Regions from separate parts of the Mus musculus genome. Here region 1 is linked to region 2. The links are chromatin contacts, called in public HiChIP or PLAC-seq maps. All regions are on one chromosome and are shown on one strand. The core of a region is the stretch at or near the end of the contact, and the rest is flanking DNA. Distances in the headings are between cores, read along the strand shown.

Region 1 (5,457 bases), core at 2,735-5,234, 100 kb before region 2:
CTAGCCTCAAACTCAGAGATCTGCATGCTTCTGTCTCCTGAGTGCTGGAATTAAAGACCTATACCAAGCTAAGTTTGCCCATTTTTTTCCATATCAGAATACTCTAGCATTCTCCTTCAGAGGTTTCCAGACCCTCTGCATCCTTGGCTGACCCTAAGATCAGAAATATCTGAAGGGTCTCTGGCCGGACCACCTCCTGAGGGCCACAGTTTAACCTGTCTCCTCCTTATAACCTGGCTCCCCATCTCTATCAGGAGCTTTCTGTGTGGTCCCCAGACACAAAAAGCATTTAGCTAACTCTTCACTTCCCCTCCACTTCCATTTGTTTTCCTGACAATGTTGCCATTTTGCTGGGCCAGCTTTTGGTGGGCTTGGGGTTCACCATGGTCGTGAGAAAAGTTTTATAGGTAGCAGCAGGGCAGTGGTCTCCTGACTCAAGGCTATCCTGTGGAGATGGGTTAGGTCTAGGATCACGTGAAGGTCTTGTCTTCAACCAATGAGACTTGGTGGGCTGAGGGAAATGCTAGGGGCCAAAAAAACTAACTCTGGTGTCTGCAGTCTGGGTCCCTGGTGTTGGTGTTCCTGGAGATAAAAACCATTATGAAGTCTGTTATGTGCTGATGTGTGCTAGGTCCCTCACCTGTGTTTAGTCTCCATAATCCTTGCAAAAAACCACATTGATGGCAAAACTGTCTCAGGGAGTTATGTGACTGACCATACAGCTAGAAACTGTGGAGCAAGGTCTCAAAGGGGATCTCTGTGCTCCCCGGTAGCCCCCCCTTTAAGCTCCCTCAAGCTTCTAGACTGGCCACTCCACACAGTGCCCTCTCCAAACACTCTTGAAGGAGAGATCTACCTGCTTAATAGACTCTTATTGAAACTGGTCTGCCTCCCCAGCTGGTCCCTGTCTATCAGAAAGTCGAGATTGGGGTGCCTGGTGTATTGAGTGGGCGGTGTTTTGAGTATGCAGAGAACAAAGCATTTTGGAACCAGCGGAGTACAAAAGAATGACAAGAAGGAGCAGCTGCTTGTAAAGAGAAACCTGAGAGAGACTAGCTCAGCTCCCTAATCCTGGCCCATGTGGAGCCAGGGATAGGTTCTCCAAGGTCAGGGGATACAGGCAGCTAGGGGCAAGTGCTGGCTACCACTCCTGGGTCCCCTCTCCTGTTCTCAGACAACTAAGGCCTCCTCCTCCCCTTGGGCCAGACGCCCTACCTCTTCTGCCTCCTCCTGAGCCTCTCCCTTTGGGTTTTGAGATTCCTTTCAGAATTCTCTTTCCACGCTCAGTTCTCCTTTAGTTCAAGACTGCAGACCCCCACCTCCCCCTAATTCCCAGCAGTAATTTTAGCAAACTTTCCGCTGGTCTCCACTGGCATGTTCACAGCAAATGGCTCCTATTTGGACCTGACATTTGATCAGTGTGGTGACAGAGCCCAGACAAAGCAGGCACAATGCCTGGGGAGGGGAGGCTCGGGAGGCGGATCACCTTCCTTCTGTCCAGGCCTTATTTGGTCGACCTCAGCGAAGCAGCCTCCCTTTTTATTTATAGCACTTGCTGCCCCTTTGTCTTGTCTCTTGTCACTCTGTAGTGTGCTCCACATCACCACCCACTCCTCACATGGGTTCGGGCCCCCATTCTCTCCACTAGGAATGTCACGCACGCATGCAAAGCACAAGCTGTACTCTGAAGCCTGGGTCCACTGCTACAATCAGCTGGACAAAGCTCCCGGAGCAGGGGTCTTTGCTTTGGTTCATTGTTACGTATCTCCATTGACCACATCAGTGCCAAGCTCAAAGTTGGCCCTCAATGAATACTCACATAGGAAAGGATGGGAAGAGCCACCCAACCGCCAACAGCAGCAAGCAGGAGGCCAAACATCTGGGATATGAGACAGAGATCTTAAAATTAGGAAACTGGCTTTTAAATTCTGCCTTGCAGAGTTGAGAACAATACTCCAAAAACACCTTTAGACCAAAGCCCTCCAAACCTGAAAGAAGGGGGAAAGGGTGTGTGGCTAAGTTGTAGAGATGGCTACCTAATCCCACAGCCACACAGGTTGGCCCCACTCAAAGACACTGGCTTTAAAATGGCTCGCCTGAGTCCCAAGCTTTCTTTATCCATCTCAGTGCGTGCACCTGTGCCTGAGCCCTCTCCCAGAGCATGGCGGGAAGGCACCTTCTTCTGTTGGGAAAGCTAGAAGAGCCTGGGAGAGCCTGGTGGTACGCCTTTAATCCCAGCACTTGGGAGGGAGAGGCAGGTGGATTTCTAAGTTCGAGGCCAGCCTGGTCTACAGAGTGAGTTCCAGGACAGCCAGGGCTATACAGAGAAACCCTGTCTCAAACCACCCCCCACCCCAAAAAAAAGAAGAGCCTGGGAGAGCTTTAGCCTTCCTTCGGCCCTGGAGGTTCCTCCTAGGGAGGCTGCTCTATTAATACCTGGCAGGGTCGCAAGACCAGTTCTTCAGCAACTGCAACTGCATTCTGAGGACTGCGGAGCTGCAGCTGCATTGAGGTGCAGCCCCTACAGTCTGTGGTCCTCCCCCCACCTTCCCCCTGCCTTCCCCCTGCACACTGCACACAGCTGCTCAGCATCCTTACCCCTGCTTTGGTTACCAAGAAACCCCACAGAAGCCCTTCCTGGATTTTTCCTTTCCCTGCCATGCCTACCCCACCTTCACAATGTACCTGCTTTGCTGGCAGCCCATCCCCCAGGCCTGCCTCTCTCCTTCAAACTGACATCTAATCAACTGGATTAATCCGCATGCGCTCAGAGCTGTGTTTGGGAAGAAAGGGGATTTCAAACTAAACCCTGAGTCTGTTGCCTAGACACCGAGCAGTGAAGCTTCTATAGCTGGAAGAACAAGAACGAGGCTGGGTGCCAGCGTTGCTCCCGGGGCCTGCAGGGGAAGACAAGGTCTCTCCTGTCCTGTCCCTCTCTCCACTAGGAAGAACAAAGATTGCACCCACGGCTAGACAGAGGCCAGGTGGACCAGGCAGCCGTAGCCATATCATCTACAGCCCTGGGTAACCCTGGGAGGCTCAGGCCTTGCGCCTCGAAAATCTGCAGGGCAGCGCTAGAACAGGAAAGGGCTCTAAAGCAGGACCATGAGCAACTGGTCCTCCTCCCCAAACAGCTTTGGCATACTTCTTAGCATCCCTAGCCCTCCTCCCCTGATTGGGATCAACTTCCTATCTGCTGAGGTTCCCCACTTTTGCTTCGCTGAAGCTGTGCAATCTTAGAGGAAGCATCTCCCACCCCCACCCCCACCCCCTAAAGCAAAGCACTTAAATGGATCACTAAAGATCTGCCTGGCTCTGAAGCACCATGATCCCAGGGACACATTGCCTGCTGGCCCAAGGAAAGCAGTGTGTGAGCCAGAATTCCTGTGTCCAAACTCTCTGGTCCTAACAGGAACCTACTACCTTCTATCTGCTCCAATCCAACCACCATACCAGAGCCATGCCCCCAACTCTGCCCTGCCCCTCTCAGCTGCTGTGACCCAACCCCTTCCCACCTCAGACAGATGCAGGACTCAAGCCAGGAGTGTGGGGAGGATACTGGAAATAGGGCCAGGCTAGCACTGGGGGCAAGGCTTCTAAGGGGGCAGCAATGCCAGGGTCAGCAGGACCCTCTTGCAGGCCAGCCAGGGCCCTGCCTGCTTGAGGTCGTGGTGGTCGTGGTCAGCTTACTCTCTAGTGAGCCGTGGAATGTTAGAGATATTTTTGCTTCACTTTAAGCTGCCCCACCCCCTGGAACTCAGACCCTGAACATGCCATGCCACAACAATGACGACCACTTCCAATTGTTTCCTAGCTGGGGGAGGAGGGGGGAGTACTGTTTGGACAAGGGAAGGGGGGGAGAGTCGGGGGAAATGCTTTTAGTGACAACAGCCCTTTCTAAATCTGGCTAGGGACTGGGTGCAGGTGGGGGATGGGGCACCCTGCTGCCCCATATATACAGCCCCTGAGACCAGGTCTGGCTCTGAGCATTCTCCTGCTGTTTCCTTACTTGCTACCCTCAGGTAGGAGTGGGAGCTGGAGGCTTCCCTCTGGGATAAGGGGCTCCAGGTTCAGGAAGTGATTCCTCTAGAACAGCAGCGGGCTTCTGGCATGTAGTACCAGGTTATCATTGAACACTCCTGTGCAGATCTAAATACGCATGCTTGTGCCGTAGGAATGTGGGAGCCCAAGTGTTCCAAGGTGGGGGGTGGATATCTATATGTGCATATGGCCCAGAATGCAATAGCAGTGTGTGAGCATGTGCGTGCATGTGTGCGTGCGCAAGTACAAGCACACATATCTTAAATGTAAGGATCAGTTTATATTTTATCACATAAGGTACCTCATGCCTGGTTACAAGCATTTTGGCAGAAGAGGGACAGAATGATGGAGAATAACTCTTAAGGAAGCCAGTTCTGTGAACACTAGAGCCTGCCTATGTTTGGGGAAGTGTCTGACTGTACATAGAGGGGTTATTACTATGTAGGATATGACCCTGCGTGTAGTCTCTGAAATAGCAGTTCACAGACATGCAGGTGTGGGGGGCTCTGGTCTTCGTATGCTGAAGAACACGCAGCCACAGGAGCCTGCCTATGTGCTGGGCTGTTTGCACATGAACACTGTGGGGAGCATGTGTGCTGAGGATGGAAGGAAGTTTACATTCACGTCAAGTGTGGGCACAAGCAGAAGGCATGTGTATTTATCAGGGCGTGTGCAGGGGAGGCTGGGGTGTGCGAGGGTAGTCAGAGGGCTGTTGGAATCATGAGGCTCGAGTCTGAAATCTGGACTCTGCTACTTGTCCTGTGCTCTGAGAAAAGTAAGGCTTCAGCCTCCACTTCCTCACGTACCCAAGGGGCAGCCGCGAGAGTGAACAGCAAGAGTGCATTGTGACTATTGTTGTGTTGTAGGTGGCTCCGAGAAAGGAAGCCTCAGCAGAGGAGTACAGGTAAGGGTAGAACAGCCCCTAAGGGCGGAGGACTGGGGCTCGGAGGTTGTTAGTCTTTGGGAGAAAGGAGATAGAGCTTGAAAAGGAAGGATGCCAGTGACCAGAAAGGCTGACCAGCGCTGCTAATCACTCTTCCACGTGCTGAAGAACAGAGCCAGAGAGGAGGGAGGTGCCAGAAGCCAGGCTGGGCCACAGCCTGTCCTGACACCGTCTCTTCCCTTTCTCCAGCTCTTCTACAGGCCTGGGCTTACCTCTCTATCACTAGACACGTTTGAGAATCCAAGGTGAGAAAAGTTGGAGTCCAAATGTTGGGAGATCTGGTAAAACTGCACATAGTTAAAGCCCAAAGCCCCAAGCCCAAAGCCTGGCAGGTTCCTTTCTGCCTGCTCAGAGACAATGGCCTGGTGTCCAGAAGCTTCATACTCAGGGCCAGTGAGGGGCAGGGACTATTGACAGTCAGAGATTGATACAGAGTTCTTTCCCCGAAATACGGTCAGGACACACTCAAAGAG
Region 2 (5,271 bases), core at 154-2,653:
TTTGGGTATACTTCTACTATACCAATTACCTATAACAGTGTTTAGCACATAGTAGGTTTCAATATACATTAGAGAAACTACCTCTTAAAAGACCATAAAAAACGGTGTTAAGATTTTACGTTTTTCAAGTCGAGTCTCTATTCAGCTTTAGCTGAAATGCCTCAAAGCAAACAAAACAGAATGGACTGAAATCTAACATTTTTAAAGAACTCCCTCCCTTACAGCCACCAGTCAGTTCCTAAGTCCTAACTAAAGGGTCTCCAACTGAAAAGTGTTAAGACTTGAAGGTCAAATGCCAGCTGATAATCGCCCCAAGAAGGGTACAGACAAACTAAGAACAAAGAGAAACACATTTATAAATGAGACAAAGGAAGGCACAAGACTATCTCTTCACCAAAACGGCTTGTGTCTAACAAAGGTCAGTAGAACACGTAATGGACTATGACCACAGCACCTGCCCAGAAAAAATTGCTCAGACGAGCAGCTTCATTCAAGGTCCCCGGCTTCTGCCACGCTGCAGTCTTCCCCCACTACCCTATCAACCAAAGATCCGGACTGTGCGTGCATGAGGCGATCTACTCACCATTGCCTGGGGGTGGACTCATATTCATCTGCTTCTCTACCTCGTTTTGTAGCTCCTTTAGCTTCTCAGCCTCTTCCTCCATCTCCCTGACTCGAGCTTTGATCGCTTCTAGCTCCTACAATGAATGAGCAGGGCATGCAGTTAACCAGACGCAGGGGCTGTGCCGTACATTTTGTCTGGGCCCGGCCACAGCCGTGCTCGGCCATTTCCCTCGCCTCGTGCGAGGGTCGTGATTGAAATAAAAAATATTATTTAAAAAAAACACGCAGAAAAAATGAAAAGAGTCAATTTACCTTCTCTAGAGCCACCCTAGACACCCATGATGCCCCACCAGGCCGCTCACGAACGGCCTCGGCCCGCCACCAGCCACGTTATTCCCCGCCCAACCCCACCCCCCGCCTGCCTGCCTCCTGTCCGTGCTCTGGGCCTCCCATGACCCGGCCCGCTCGCTCGCCCTCCTCCCCTCACCGGGTCCTCAATGGCGCCGTCGCCGGGGTCGGCCTCAACCAGTCCCGGCTCTTCCTCCTCCTCCTGACTGCCGGGGGCTCCCGAGCCGGGCCCAGGACCCGGAGCTCCCGGAGGGGCGCGGGGCCGGGGCGGCTCCTCTTCGGGCTCGGGCTCCGGCAGCAGCTCCCCAGGCTCCAGCTCCTCAGACTCCAGGCCGTTCCCGTAGTCCCCTGCGCCCCCCGGGTCCCCCTCCCCGGCCTCCCCACCGGCCCCGGGCACAAGATGGCGCCGCCGCCCCGGCCCGGAGCCCCGACCGCCCGCAGCCCCCGCTGCTGCTGCCGCCGCCGCCGCCGCCGCCATCGCCGCTCAGACTGGGGCCCGCCGATCGGCGATTGGAGAACTGAGCCGGCCACGCCGAGGATTCATTAGTCAGTCAGCCTGCCCGTTACCCCGAGCTCGAATACTATTGGGGAATTCTACTTGGCAATCAAACGAGGCCCCACCTCTAAGGCGGGCCACTGTGCCAAATTCTCTAAACCCGGTAGGTGAAATATGCCTGTCAATCAACACACCCCACCTCCTGTTGAGTCCTTAGGTAACAATACGCCCGCACTGTGACGACCTTCCGTTCATCCTCCACCCATGGGCGGGCCCACAACATGGAGGATGCTCCGCAATTGGCCTCTGACTGGTGAGGCGAAAAGGACCAATCTTCCAAACGCCTCACCGAAGTGGCCCATTCTTGGATGCCGATTGGCTTATGGGATTCGACGGGCAGACACCCGTTGTGCGACAGGTGAACCTTGCTCTCGAAAGGATGGCCTGGCTTAAAACTAGGGAATTCCTAGGCGGAGTGTGGTGGCGTACGCCTTTAATACCAGCGCTCAGAAAGCGGAGGCAAGTAGATTTCTGTGAGTTCAAAACTAGACTACTTACAGAATGAGTTCCCAGGCCAGTCAACACTACATAGAAAAGTAACCTCAAAAATAAAAAAAAAGTAAGGATCAGCAAACCTCACTCCCACTAGGAGTTGTGTCCCGTTGTTCTGCATAGGTTATTGTTTTAGACTAAGATTCAGCCAGTTTTCTTGCCTAACTTATTACAACACCCTCTTTTTCTTGGCCAGCTGACGTGTCAAAAATTCCTTACTTAGGGCTAGTTTGCAAGTATGGTCTCCACACTTTCCCCGGTTTACCCGAGGTTCACAGCTTTAGTCCCATATGTGCAGTTTCTCCTAAACCAGACCACCTCAGTGAGAATGCCTTCCACCAGGTTTCCCATTTTATCTTGAGACAAGTGGGCCTATTTCCACTGCACTCTTAACCGTTCTGTGCTCCTTCCTAGCTAAGCAGAGTGCCCGCAGACAAGGGGCCAAGTCCTGTTTATATTTCTATCCGCAAATTTGTGTGATTATTGGGTGACTGCAACTTCTAGGTGTAATTTCCTAGCTTCCAAACCACTTTGAAGACCACTGGGGGAAATTCTCCATGCAAATTCTCAAGACAGCTCTGCACCTTCAAATAACCATGAGATCTGGCCCTGGAGACGATAGTATGATACCCACACTCCAGAAGAAATTCCACACATTTATAAAAATTAAAGAACAGTAGTGCTAAATCTGCAAGAGGACGGACTTTTTGTAGACAGACCAAACTACAAGTCTGAGGGATAGATTCATACAAGCACAATCAAAATGGCTAACTTGGTCGCACCAGGGGAGTGGGGCAAAAGCAAAGTCGGAAGCACAGCTGATTGACCCCACAGTTGCAGGCCTTACCTCAGAAGCTTGGGAGCTGGAAGCAGAGTCGCACTCTTGCTGCGGATCCATCTGAACTGAAGTTGATCACCGAAGTCAGGCACCAAATGCGTTCCAAAGAACCTTACACCGATTCCAGCCAATTCAAAATCTGAAGGGTTTGCTGGCACCCAATTTAAGCAAGGTTAACTAAGGGAAATGTGATTACCAAATGCCTTCGTGTGATGATGGTGGTGTTTGGAGACAGGATCTAACTGACTGACTGACTGGCCTGAAACTCAATTTATAGTTTAGGCTGACCTAATCTCACACAGACCCCACCTACCTCTACTCCCTAAACCCTGGGAATAAAGGTGTGTGCTGCCACACCCATCTGTTAAATAACCTTTGCAAAACCATATTCCCCTAAATCCTTTAGATTGAATTTTGTTGTTTGATACAGGATCTCTGTGTAGCCCTGGCTTTCCTTGATCTCTCTCTGTAGACCAGCCTGGCTTTAAACTCCCAAATGCTGGGATTAAAGGCATGCGCCACCACCATTGCCCGGCTGTGTGTTTTTTTGTTTGGTTGGTTTTTTTGTTTTTTTTTTGTTTTTGTTTTTGTTTTGAGACAGGGCTGTATTATATAGTCTGGCCTTACACCTGAGATCCTCCTACCCGAGGAGCATGCTGAGGTTATTATTTTCCTCTCAGCATTGTGATACACATGTGTAATCTTAGCACCTGAGAAGCTGAAGCAGAAAAACAACCAGGAGTCCCAGGCCAGTCTGCACAGTGAGTAACTAGAGTCACACGCCTTTAATCCCAGCACTGGGAGGCAGAGGCAAGTGGATCTCTGTGAGTTTGAGGCCAGCTGGTCTATAGGTTGGGTTTCAGGACAGCCAGGCCACAGAGAAACCTTGTCTCAAAAGCCACAGCTCTTGATATTCTTACAGAGGAGCTGAGTTCAGCTCTCTGCACCTACATGCTCACTCCACCCGTAACTTCAGCTCTATCGAATCCAACACCTTCTGGCCTCCACAGGTACTAACACACATGCACATACTCTCTCCCACACACGTATACATTTTTAAAATCTTTAAAAAACAAAATATCCCACAGAGCTAGGTGTGATAACATAACAGACTCCTGAATTCCTAACACTTGGGGGGTGGGGAAGCAGAAGCATCAGGAGTTCGAGGCCAGCCTCACTTATATAGGAAAGCTGAGGCTAGCCTGGGCTACATGAGACCCTGTCTCAAAAAAAAAAAAAAAAAAAAAAACGGGGGGGGGGCTGGGCCCAGAGACAGGTTGAGTTCAAGGTCAGCCTTATCTACATAGTGTGTTTCAGGACATAGTGAGCTACATAGCTACAGAGTAAGATCCTATGGCTTCTGACCTCCAAATGCTAGGATTAAAGGCTCTCTCAATTTTTAATGAGGCCCCTAGAAAAATGTAAAACTCTTTTTGTGACTTGCATTATATTTCACTGGTCAGTGATGACATATGACTTGAAGCCTTATGCTATTTTGAAAGACTTACTACTTTTCTATGTATGTATATGTGTGTTTGTGTGAATTTATGTGTAGCACTGACATGGAGGCGCCCACAGAAGCCAAAGGGTATCAGATTCCAGGGAACTGGAGTACAGGTAGCTGTGAGCTGTTCTATGGGTGCTGAGATGTGAACCAGGTCCTCTGTAAGAGCAGTAAGCACTCATAATGCTGAGCTATCTGTCCAGCCTTTCGAGTCTCTTTTAGAAAAGATCCTGGTATCTTCTGATGTGGTCCATCCTAGCTTGCAGTAACTTCCTAGCTCAGACCTTGTACAGAAGTGAGGTAGTATTTAAATGTGAAAGGGCTTCTACCAGGCTGCTTCATTTCAGCTTTGACTGGATAACTTTTAAAACATATTATTTCTGTATGGGTCTGTGTTCTGGTGCCCACAGAAAACAGAGGTGTTTATCATCTCCTGGAGCTGGAGGTTTGAACTACATGGCACTGATCCTAGGATCTGACCTCCTCTGAGTTAAGCAGCAAGTGCTCTTAGCCACAGCCATTTCTCTAGCTCAACTGATAGGCTGTTTCATTCTCTTTTTCAACTTTTTATTTGAAGGAAGCACATGTCATGGCACTCATGTGAGCTGCCAGACTCAGTATACCCTTTCCATTGTCCAAGACTGAACTTGGATTGCCAGGCATGATGGCAAGGACTGTAACCCACTGAGTCATCTCGACAGCCCACTGAGTGGCTAATCTTTTGATAAAGGGTCTGTCTAAGTAGCCCTGGCTGGCTTACAACTCATTATGTAGACAGATCAACCTCCAACTTTCAGTGACCCCTCCCATCCCTTGAATGTTGAGATTGCAAGTATATATGCCCATCACCAAGCTTGACTGGTTATGTTTTTAACAACTTTTTATCTAAAAAACTTGCTTTCAGTTGCTCTATCAGATTTGCTTATATTTATTATCCCCCACCCCAGTCAGAAAATACTGACAGCAGAA

What was found. HiChIP or PLAC-seq counts read pairs in DNA pulled down with a chosen protein or histone mark.
Region 1: a contact with region 2 is called in an H3K4me3 HiChIP or PLAC-seq map of embryonic stem cells, with 42 read pairs. The contact joins the promoter of Myh7 here to the promoter of Pabpn1 in region 2. A contact is called at or near these places in 20 of 39 promoter capture datasets (the 3T3-L1 cell line, the C10 cell line, the HPC-7 cell line and 15 more), 60 of 484 Hi-C or Micro-C datasets (the 63-12 cell line, the AML12 cell line, the BV-2 cell line and 36 more), 20 of 115 datasets of contacts at active chromatin or transcription factors (a beta-TC-6 cell line, bone marrow-derived macrophages, craniofacial prominence and 14 more) and 7 of 9 other capture datasets (adipose tissue, embryonic stem cells, embryonic tail and 4 more).

Annotation. Positions count from the first base shown.
Region 1 is chr14:54,993,076-54,998,532 of GRCm38.p6, reverse strand. It overlaps Myh7 (myosin, heavy polypeptide 7, cardiac muscle, beta), which reads left to right and starts at 3,984. Exons shown (of 41, transcript NM_080728.3): 1 at 3,984-4,022; 2 at 4,908-4,945; 3 at 5,174-5,229. Gm31251 (a long non-coding RNA gene) reads right to left here. Exons shown (of 9, transcript XR_001781261.1): 7 at 1,820-1,879. RefSeq lists an enhancer at 1,309-1,639.
Region 2 is chr14:54,890,275-54,895,545 of GRCm38.p6, reverse strand. It overlaps Pabpn1 (poly(A) binding protein, nuclear 1), which reads right to left and starts at 1,403. Exons shown (of 7, transcript NM_019402.2): 1 at 1,052-1,403; 2 at 584-698. The coding sequence starts at 1,390. It also overlaps a transcript of Bcl2l2 not described here.